Regions from separate parts of the Gasterosteus aculeatus genome. Here region 1 is linked to region 2. A link is a contact called in public Hi-C data. All regions are on one chromosome and are shown on one strand. The core of a region is the stretch at or near the end of the contact, and the rest is flanking DNA. Distances in the headings are between cores, read along the strand shown. Region 1 overlaps agrn (agrin). Region 2 holds the start of agrn (agrin).

Region 1 (5,697 bases), core at 1,292-3,791, 52 kb before region 2:
GGGCATCTGGGCTAATGGAGACCTCACCCCGTGTCTCTCCCATGAGGCCGTCTGTCCGGAGGAGGAAATGGGGTCTGACGAGGGGGGAGGGAGGAGGGGGGAGGGAGGATGGCGTGTGTTGTAATGGGACGGAGTAAGAATTCTTGGTTCAGCACAGCGGTGGCCTCTTAATCTGTAGATGGAGAGGGTGGGGTGTGGGGAGGCCACGCACACCAGACGGGTCAGCCCCCCCCCTTCACTTGTATGTACCTACTTAGCAAGCCGCTAGGCACGTGCACACCCTTCACTGCGGCCTTCTGCATATACAGTATGTGCGATCAAGGGTGAAATAGATTATATTACCATAACCCCCACCCCCCCCATGACCCACCGGGTTGTGGTGGAGGCGCTGCCCTTGGCAACCCAACCCGAGCAGCGCACCACAACGTGGGAGCAGACTCGCCGCGATGACGAGAGCCGATGCAACAGCAGCTCAAGTGACGGATTAAATATGGATGTGCATGAACCGCCGCCCTCCTTTCATTGTTCTCCTTCCTGCTGAAGGTTCGCCACGTGATGTGCTGATAACAATCGTGGTTCGTATCCACCTCACGGCCTCCCCGCTCTCATTCCTCATTCCTGTCACTTTTGGTTGTGTTATTACTTTCTGAAGAGCAGACAACCGTAAAAAAAACAAGAACAAAACAAACCTCTGCGGCAGAATATTTCTGCCTGACGGTTGTTTATCGTGAAAATAAAGTATTTATTTGAATGAAAATGGCCTCAGTATGGCGTGACCCCAGAGGGGAGCAGGAGAGGGGTTCGAGCGGGGGGGAGTGGGGGGCTGAGGCCTGGTTTGGACTCTACAAACACATGGAATTAAGAGGAGGAGGAGGCGGAGGAGGAAGAAGTGGCGGCAATCAGCTGGTGTAGTCAACTGCCGTCTCTAACCTCCGTGTTGGAGCATTTGCGCCCCCTAGTGTAACTACTTATCCTTGCATCCCCAAACGGAAAACGTCTGCGAGAGCAGCTTTCTCTCCCTTTGACACAGCACCGCTGCACAGGTTAAGGTGGAACAATCTAAATGACTGGGGAATTAGGCACTGTGAGCCCAGCAGGCCGACCCCGGCTTCCCTCTCAACATGTCCAGCTCCTTCTGGGGAAACCCGAGGCCTCCCCCCCGGGTCTCCTACCTTTTGGGTGTGCCTGCAAATCCTCCAGGTTAGACGCCTGAACCACCTCTGAGCTGACTCCTTTCCACACGCTTCATTCGGTAACCCCAAATTTGTAACGCTTCTTTGTTGAAAGAAATGAACACATGGAAAGACAGAGGTGCTCCCTCGCAACGATGAAAGGGAAACAAAGTGTCCCTGACCGAGAGCAAAGTCACCCCACTTATCTAATTGTTATTATTCTCTTCTTCTCTTTTTCTGACAAAAAGCAACTTTAGGTCAACCAGGAAACAAGTAAGTGGACGACTTACATGGAGAAGATTGAAAATAGAAATTTCCGGGAAAATGGAACAATAAAGCTGGCGCCACCTGCTTTAATGACCCACAGCAACAAAAAGTAAATAAATTGAGAAACACTGTGAATTACGTTTGGAATATCCAAAGTAAACAACGTGCATGCTGGAGATAACCAGGCGAATAAATCCTAAATGTGTTTAGTTTAGTTTACTACAGCCCTGCGGATGCATGGTTGGTAATATGCAGCAGGCCGCCATGAGATGGCAGCAGATGCAAAGAGCTGGTCCATTCTGTCCTCCTCCACAGGTGGTGCAAGAGACTCTCCATCCCTGCACAGACCTCCATCTCATTCCTGACATCAACTAGACTCATGAAGTCATTCTTACACATAGTGGGAAACCCATGAAGTTCATTACCTGAGTGCAGCTTTCATTATAAATACATGTGCTCCATCCATGACATTTGGATGCACAAGCAGGAAATTGTCAATATTACATCTAATATAGATTTACACCATCAATCAAGACACATTCAGTCAGGCTAATTTTATGTCCAAATGAAACATGCAGGACTTATACTAGTAGAATATATAGCAAGCTGTATTTATTTCTTGCAGACGAGAAAGTCAGTTAATTATCATATAAAGCGTGAAGGTAAAGCAGAGGCCGGCAGAGGGACCCGGCAGGTGTAGCACTTGGGAGCGGCTCACGTCGTGTAGATGTGGCCTCGGGCTGCACTTACAGCCAGACGCAGGCGGTGACACAGCAGGCCGGAATATCCCACACTAATGAACCGGGACACAAAGTTCGACGTAGCCTTGGAGATAAGAGTGTACATGTGGGTCAGAAACCAGTGTGAGGGGAGTAAACGCAGCTGAGGTGCTTCAGCAGGGGGGGGGGGGGGGGGGAGTGGCCTGGATCGCGCCGAGGACTCTTGGTCGTGTTCCAACCCAGTCAATTAAGTTACAGCCCTCTGTGTGTGTGTGTGTGTGTGTGTGTGTGTGTGTGTGTGTGAGAGAGAGATATTCCTTCCCAATAAGGAAGAGAGGAGCATAACCCTGACAAAGCAGCCAAGCAGACAGACACTTAGCAGCAGTCTTCATAGCTGCCAAAAATTCTTTGCAGCCCAACAAACTTGCCCCATGGCAACAATAATCCTCGAGTCGTAGCGGAGCGCGGCTGCTAGGCAGCAGGCGCGCGCTTGCAGTACTTTATATTGACAAAGGCCCTTGAAGTTCCACTAAGGTAAACGGTCGTTTTGACATAGAGACTTGGTGCTTGGTGCTACAATGCTTAGTCTCGCATAAAGTGGTACCAGCCCACAGCGGCGGCTGCCAGAGGAACGCCCAAACGATGCACATCTTCGCACAATGCTGATGAGTGTTGTTTAAAAAACATGAAGGATGCTGACATTTTATTTCCTTTGTAAGTATTTTTTTAGTTAAACATCTGCTTAGCGGGAAGTTGCGGTCGTGGGGATGAAGAGCCACTCAGCTCTCCTCCCACTTGGTTTTGATGTCACAGCTGACAGCAACATAATTCCGGCCTGTTGAGATCTCGTCCTTCATGGCTCTGCCAGTGTGTTAACTTCCGCTGTCTGTTAGAGTGACATCAGCCGTGTTATGTCGAAAAACACATTGGCTGGGGGAATATGACATTATTGGCAACATGTGAGAGAATCCCTCGCCGATTTTGACAGGACTTTCTGGTCGTTAGAGTGCTGACAGACCCGCCTTTTCTTCACGGCACTGAACATATGCTGCTGAGAACATACACTCACTGTACACGCCTCGCTTTGTCACACACACACGCGTGTGTGGGACGATGATCCTCACATTTACTGACGGATTTGAAGGACGCGCGCCGAAGGGAAGGCGCAGGAGAGTTAACCTCATTACGACGCAAACTTTTGAGACATGCTTTCAATTTGGAGTCTTGATTTATTCCAGTACAAAAATATATACTTTTGCTATACACACGATAATGTTGACAACATCCTGATCTGTGGTTCGGCGGGCAAATTACAATTCTTGCATCTCCCGGATGAAATACACGACCAAAGAGGAGCTCTCAGAGGAAATATCTGTGTTTCCAAAGGTTAAATAACTCGGACAACACGGACTGAAGGTTTCCTGATAAACGAGGATGTCACCGAACCAAGGCTGGGAGCGGGGGGGGGGACGGGGGGCTCGCTCTGAGCTCAGGGAAAGCGGCAGAGAGGAAGCTAAGCGGGAGAATGAGTGAAAGGGAAAAGACGAGGAGGGGGGCGGGGGGGGGCGCGTTGGCAACACGTTGGCTGCTGCTTGCATGGCACCAACCACGAAATGGAGAATCTCCACTTGGCTCAGAGGACGATTTAAAAGGCTTCGACCAACGGGAACGATTTGGCGAGTGTCTTTTTAAACTTCCAGAAGAAGAAACAAGTGTGATGAAATGAGCGGCCTGGCTTCTCAGATGGACACATATCAGGAGCTGTCCCTGCATCAAGGTCACGGCCGAGCCTGTTCACACTATTCAGAGATTCTCTCTATTCCCAGAGCGAGCCTCCGACTCCTTCCGTCATTTACCTTCAACCCCTGGAAGTTGAGCTCCTCTGAATTAAACAACAGCCTTTTAAGGCGGCGAAGAGACATAAGAAAAGAGCCTCAGATAAAAGAGTCTCGCTTCACCTCTGTTCCTCAGACTGGCGGCTGTCAGCCGTCCCGTCCTCGGAGAAGACGAGGGGACGTGAAGGATTCGTGTGTCGGGGCCACTACTACCCGGCTGGTACACACGGCTTATCAGTTAATGTGGATGACACCTGCCCTCCCCGGAACAGACGGCTGAAGAGGGGCCGTAAGACCCCCACCCCGAGGGCTGCACACGCTGACCTCCCTAACCACACAGCAGATAATTGCAACCCCCCCGTCCCCCCCCCTCGCCTTTATTAAAAAGGCTCATAATAGGGTTCAGGCCCCGGGAAAAAAAGGAGAGGGGAGCGCTGGAGCAGACAAGTGGAACCATCGGCCTTTGATGGGAGGGGGGGGGGGGACGTTTGTATAAGTCGGATTCACAGCGGCGCACACAAAAGACGTCCTCTCCACTGGCGGCGTTGTTAATGGTGCGTTGCTTTTGAAAAGGGGGCCAAAACTACCTGAGCCTTTGTCTCGCTCAACGGAAACGGTGTGTGGATGTGTGGGGGACGGGGGGGACGGGGGGGGGCGTTGTCACGCAATGAGACGGAGCACAGAGGGACTGACAATGCAGATGTAAAAAAGTTCTAAGTACACAACATAAACGAATGGAGGGGTGAAGGAACGAGTGAGAGGAGACGTTGGATGCGCGCTGCGCCCGACATGAGGGGGGGGGGGCGCGGCCGTGTGATACTCAGCGAGGGATCTTCTGTGTCCCCTCAACCCCACCTGGGCAAAGCGGCTTCAGCAGCAACACCGCCGCAGCTTTTCAGCGCTCTGCTGATCCCCTCCCCCCCATGCAGGTGCTTGTTTTCGCCTTAATGAGATCCCCGAGGAAGACGGGGGGGGGGGGGGCGAGCGGGTCGCGGGCTGCTGCGAGCGCCAGAGCCCTCGTAACCCCGCCATTGCGCGACCTTCGACCTCACCCCTGGCCCTGTCCCCGTCGCGTACTCCTTGGCGCCTCGCTTGCCGGTTGAGACCACACGCGCTCACGCACATGTGTGTGTGTGTGTGTGTGTGCGCTTTTTCAACAGGCAACCCGGCGCCGTGCAGCATTTGCCCGCGCTGCCGCTGTAGTAATTGGTACTATTAAACAAACCGAAGGCACAAGAGAACGTTTACGTGCACAGAGAAAAGGGTCGTCTATGAGCCTCTTTTGCATTTGAACTCTTCTGTGTTTAGAAATGAAATCGTGCAAAAACAAATCCCTCATTGTTCAAAACACCATGAAAGGGAATCCAGCCATCAGAAAAAGACAAGTATCATAGTTTTACATTCAAATTTTACTCTCAATAAGTGGCTGATCCAGCTATCTCCAAAACTATAATATTAATAATAAAGATGATGAACACTACAAAGTTAAAAACTAGAAAAAAGCATTGCTCCATAGCTCGTCCCTGCTCTGCAGGCAGCTTGATGCACATGAACCATTGCGGTGAGACGTTTACTGTGGCAGCCATAATTATACCACAGCAAAGGACATGCATAGAGAATGTATGACATGAGTCTACAACCCTTAATCATGTCAGCAAGTGCATGAAGTATATGAAAGGAAAGGAAGCAATTACAAAGATATGC
Region 2 (5,671 bases), core at 2,364-4,863:
GTTAATTACCAGGGCCAAACCCCCCCCCCCCCCCCCCCAAATAAAACAAATACTCTGAGTTAGGACTGAACCTAACAAATTGTCCTTGGGTGTTTCTTTGCATAAACATATCCAGAGCTTCTGCAGGGAAATGTCGTTTCAGATGTCTTTAAGGATAATTTCTTAAGTGTTTTCTTGCTGCTATTTGTTTCAACCGTATGGCGATTGGAGAAAATCCGGTTGTGAGAAGTAAACGCTCTTCAAGTACAGAGCCACAAAACAGAAAGTGCACATTCTAGACAGTTTTTGCAGAGCCAAGAAACTCCCCTTTCCACAAGAGGAGTCCGAAAAGAAGAAATGGGGGGTGAATAAAAAGGTTAGCAGTGCAGTGTTTCGTGCCTGGACAGACAAACAGAAGAAGGTTTTATGTGTCTGCCAAATGCAACTTAACACTGCAAACAAGCTGCATCCATTGGAACATCCTGCCACCCAGAACTGTTCAGAGGAAAGTACCCAGAATATCGACCCTACAACTCTGAAACAGTGATCGCCCCAGAAAGCCTTGGACAAGGTGATTCCTGCTCCAGATCGTTTCCACCCTGCTGCTCCCGGGCCGGCCTACGTGTGGGATTCAAACTTCCAATGACTGCCAACGATGTCGAGCCCTAGCAAAAGTTAAACAGCAGTGAGCTCCCTGCTCGCTGGCAATGGGGGGGCAGAGGCTGCTACAGCCTTGCAGTCACAGCCGACGGCGGAGATTTATTAGTCATGGCTGTGCGATTCTTCTCGTAGAAGCCTAACAAATTGCTTCTCGGCCAAAAAAAAGGACTCAGGAGGAATAAGAATGTAAAGTAAACTCTTTTCATGCAAAACTTCTGGTAATAATTACAATCAAGTGAACAACAGCATTTTCAAAATGATTATTGAAATCTTATTAGATCTGTTGATTTATTACCTAGTCTTTGGGTAGTGAAACAGTCATTTACAGTGAAGTTGATTTGGTGGGTAAGTTGTTTAAATAAAAGATTTGTGTAAACCTGCTTTGCCACATACAGCTCCAACGTTTTGTGTTATGTGTATGCAAGTGTTTAACCTCATAAAACCACCACAGCCAGCTACGGGTTGCAAAGGTCGAGAATCATCCCCGAACCACTCAATCGGGGTCCTCAAGGTGTTAATCACACACATCCGCCTCAAGGCTCCACTGGAAAAAGGTTGAAGCTTCACCATGGCAACAAAGCTCCTAAAATGACTCAGTTGGCCTCGTTCCAGTGACTTCAGGGAAACGTTGACGCCATGAGCCCGAGGCTGCGTCATTTCAGCAGCCAGCGGGAATGCTCGCTGCTGCCTCTCATTCTTATCATCCCTCCCGGCAACGTAAAAGACGCAGGCGCTGTTCCATTGCTTACCTTCCACGCAGTGCTCTACGTCCTCCAGGTTGCGCAGGGTAATCCTCATCAGACTCGAGTTGAGCATGAGTTCGTTCTTGTGTTCCGGCCCCATGGCCTCCAGAGCAGGGTTGAGGAAGAATATGCGCGTGTCGCCCGTGGCCACCTGGTTGTCGCAGATCCCGGGGTTGCCGAACCCGCCGATCATCAGCTTGTTGCCGCCGTCCAGGAGAATTTCCTGGTTGACGTTGGACTTCCCTTTCAAGTAGCGCCACACCCTGACCTATGGGCGAACGACAAAAGAAACACAACACAGCATCCTCTTTAGCCACGCGGTTTTATGCAGAGAGATGCTGTCTACCTGAATCAAGGTTGCTCTCCTCGGAATTTGTTAATTAACAGTTACTCCTGTTCATTTAATTGCTAAGAAATCAAGAATGTTAATTACACCTGTGCAACCCAAACATCCCATGACAGTTTATCGCACAACAATGGCCGCCGCTACCGAAGTAATCATCATGCAACTAAAACGCTGCACGCTTCCTGCGTCACAGGAAGTGCAGCAAATCTGCCCGGTGCGCAGTCACCCCCCCCCCCCCCCCCCCTCTTTGCGCCGCAGGTCAGCCGCTTCGTCCCGTTTCGCCGCTCAGCCGCGGTTTGTGTGTACACACGGGAGCGCGACGGGGCCTCTAATCTACTCCGCCGACTCATCGGGAGACGGGAAGCATGTGGGTGCTGAGGGGCAGAGCGGCCCTGCACCACTTGTTTATTTTGACAGATTATAGAGCAGGGTACCACGAGTCCATGGTGATGCAGATGTTAGTTTCCAAGCGGCATGGATACGTGCGTCTTGTTTGGAGGAGGGGGGGTTTAACCCTGCGCCTTTACGTGGTCCACTGGTGATAATGTTCTTGTGACACCAAAGAGAGAGTGGAAATGTTACAGTAGCAGGTCCATCACACACTGGTTTCACACTGGAGTGACTAATGACAGTATAATAACTGCACCCTGCTGTGACAAGTGCCAGAAGAAGTCCAGGTTCTCGTCTCTTACAGTATCTCTGTGGTACTTCAGTTATCTCATTATTATGTTTTTTTTAAATGATATTTCTCAATGAAAACCACTGTTACGGCCAGTCGGCTGTGCCACATGTCAGCAGCACCCCAACCTGAATGATTCAGATCACATCACGTATGTGTCCAGGGGGAACAGGAGTTGAGGGGCCAGTCTAACCTCAGTAGGGCGGCAGGCTCGGGCTGATTACAAGGTCGCTTGGGCCTCCCTTGCTGTGTAATTGGTAAGGGCGAATTAAACACATTTATATGTTTCCGAAGCAAATTCGCTGTCAGTGTTAATGCCAAAGGCTTCTCGATGAATGAGTTTGTAAACTGTTTTTTTTTTACCTGTTAGAATTGTACTAGAATCAGCTAACACCAGCGTGGAGTCCATTGCGATCCAATACGTGACTTCTAATAGCCCGCTTCCATCACGAGGCAGGTGCATTTCCCCCTGAAGGAAGCACGCGGCGGCTTCCACACAAACCACACGAAATTCACGTACCTTGCAAGAGTACGTATTGTGCACCGGGTCCAGGTTGATTATTTCGTCCACGGTGCCGGTCAAAACTATGTTGGCCTCCTCTTCCCTGTTCTCCAGGTCTCTCTCCGGGCAACCCGCGGAGCAGCGGTGCCACAGAGCCACGAGCAGCCCCGCCAGGAGCAGCGCCGTCCGGCCGGCCCCGAGTGTCCGCCGGGAGCCCATGTCCACCGCGGGCGACACGACACAAAGTTAACTTTATTCAAATCTAGATTTCACCGCTCGACAACAAACCCACAACTCTTTTTGCCAATTGCGTTTGGTTCTTCTTTAATTTAGCTCCTTTCCCGCAACTTCCCGCGAGGACTACCGGTGTGTCTTTGCACTCTGCAGCCCAGCTCCCCGCATCTGCAACCCGGGTCGAAAAATCCCTCTCTGCCGCCGCCGGCTGGGAGACCTGGAGGCAAGAGAGGGAGAAGGAGGAAGGAGGAGGAAGGAGGAGGAAGGGGGAGGAAGGGGCAGGGATCTGTCTCTCCAGGAATGTAACCGCGCTTCTGCCCCCTGTCTTTTCCCCTCTCTCTCTCTCTCTCTCTCTCTCTCTCTCTCTCTCTCTCTCTCTCTCTCTCTCTCTCTCTCTCTCTCACACACACACACATTCACAGTGACGCTCCCCGACTTTGCATGCGATACGAATTGCTGATCCCACAAGTGAGGGTGGGTGATGGGGGAGGAGAGAGAGGGGGGTGCGCAGGGCCACGCTTCGATGCCTGCAGAAAAGTGGCTGTCCAAGGCCGCCCCCGGTCGGACAGACGGTGTCTTTACCTCCGGACCTCATCAGCCCCCAAGAAAGATCTAGAATAGAATAGAGTCTTATAATTGCCTGAGCCGATGTAATACATGTTTATTAAATGCAGTTCACCAGACAGTCCGCTTTAAACTCTCAAAATGTCGTTGGCTTTTAAGTTGTTGTTTTTTTTATTCAAGACATGTCTCTAAGTTAAGATTTTACTTCCATGGTTGTTTAAAAAAAAAAGAAGTGAATTAAGACCCATCTGTGCAGTGTCCCTCCATCCATCTTCCAAGCCGCTCACCCTGCCAACGGGGTCGCGAGGGGGCTGGAGTCGATCCCAGCCAACATCGGGAGAGAGACCGGGTTCACCCTGGATTGGTCGCCAGTCAATGATTCAGCTTTTTTTACTCTTTCGGCTGACTCACTAAAACCTCCAGCAGAAAGTAGGCTACAGCTTTCTGCTATAACAACCTTTAAAGGTAACATATATGGCAATGATATGTTAATGTTGCTGACTCCCAGACTCCATGTTATGAAAAATTTAACTTGGTCCATTTAAGTTCTTTGAACAGCATTATTTTGACCTTTTTTGATCTTTAATATCACTATTGTTTGAGTTATAGCACTAGTGAAGATAAACTAGATATACACTCTATGTAACGCTTCAAAAATTTATCTAATCTGGATTTCTGACTTTAGGTATTAACTTTGGGGTTTTGGACAGTAACTACAAATCCATGTGAAACTGAAACCTACAGCTGTACTCACTCTATGTTGTATGTCATTAAAGATTCCCTGTGTATCTTAAACCTCTGCTGTTCTGCTGTAAATGTTACCATGTGGCTATTTTGTTCGAGCTCTTATTTAAAAACGGACAGTGCGTAAATTTCCACTCCTCAAAAGCTGTAATTTTAACTACCCTTCTATTTCTGGGAAAATGACAGGCTTGGTTATGCACAGAGGCTAGAGACTATTTGGACGCAAATTTGTTCAAGTGGGCCTGAGCTCTGACAGCTACCCAAATAGACAATGACAAATCATGTCTGTCACTGCTTTTATTTGAATGTATCAGTGAATAACATGTGTTGCTTCTATCACAGGAGAACACACACGTCACGCACCGTTCCTCAAGGCAGATACCTTCCAATTAAGTCTCGAGAAATATTCTCACAAATCCCAAAATGACATCGTCTTAATACTGTCTAGTTGTACGAGCTGCTCTGCTGAACGGGAACTGACTGGCTGACTTTGTGGGTTTAAAAAATATTTTAATTGGCTTTTACATATAAATGAGCTTTACATTATAGCACTAACGACTGGTTGGAACAAGAGTGGCTACAGCCAAACATTTCCACTGCGTGTTGTTATGCACATTTTCTCAATCTAGCTGAATGTTGGTGTCAAACAGGAATCGCTAATGTCATTGATGGACCATACCAGCTTTGTTTGTGTTTTAGATCTGTTAAACCATAACTGTTACTTCAGTGGTATTGGAATTAAAGTTAAAGTGCATTAATTTGACTAAGTTCCTAAAGCTTTTAAGCTAGCAATACAAGTTAGTATTTTAGCAACTTTTAGCTCATCTTGAATTGATAAGAATAAGTCTCTTTTATTTGGCCTTTTCCCAGCAGCTGCACTCCTTTGGCCCAAAAAAAGTTTGTTTAAACGTACACTGCGTGGTAAAAACCAAAAAGCAGACAGATAGCGCTAGCTAGCAGGTAGCTGGTGAATAGCGGCATTCATTAGCATGCTCCTATCAGGTGGCCGTTAGCAGTTAAAGAAGCTAACGTTTCCTTCTGGAGATGTTGGAAACCAAAAAACTGAATAAGGAGAAATTGTGTTGACCGTATATCTATCAAGGGATCAGAAACAATACTCAAAATGATCATGTATTCCTTCACATGTCCGCTCCACAGTAGGCACATATGGCAGTTGTTTGCAAAACCCAGAACATCAACTTGCATTATGTGGTGCACCC

What was found. Hi-C and Micro-C count contacts between places; a contact is called where the count stands out from the background.
Region 1: a contact with region 2 is called in a Hi-C map of whole body, with 7 times the contacts expected there. The contact joins the enhancer-like site here to the promoter of agrn in region 2. A contact is called at or near these places in 6 of 6 Hi-C or Micro-C datasets (blood and trunk muscle, liver, skeletal muscle and 2 more).

The regions. Positions count from the first base shown.
Region 1 is chr2:16,816,120-16,821,816 of fGasAcu3.hap1.1, reverse strand. The region is part of intron 2 of agrn (agrin); the gene reads right to left. Among protein-coding and RNA genes, the nearest start is that of LOC120828745, 18 kb to the left of the region's middle. Within about 2 kb of position 2,541, at least 3 of the 9 cell types and tissues checked have open chromatin away from gene starts, as enhancers often do.
Region 2 is chr2:16,765,009-16,770,679 of fGasAcu3.hap1.1, reverse strand. agrn (agrin) reads right to left here and starts at 3,613. Exons shown (of 36, transcript XM_078085420.1): 1 at 2,928-3,613; 2 at 1,389-1,650. The coding sequence starts at 3,128.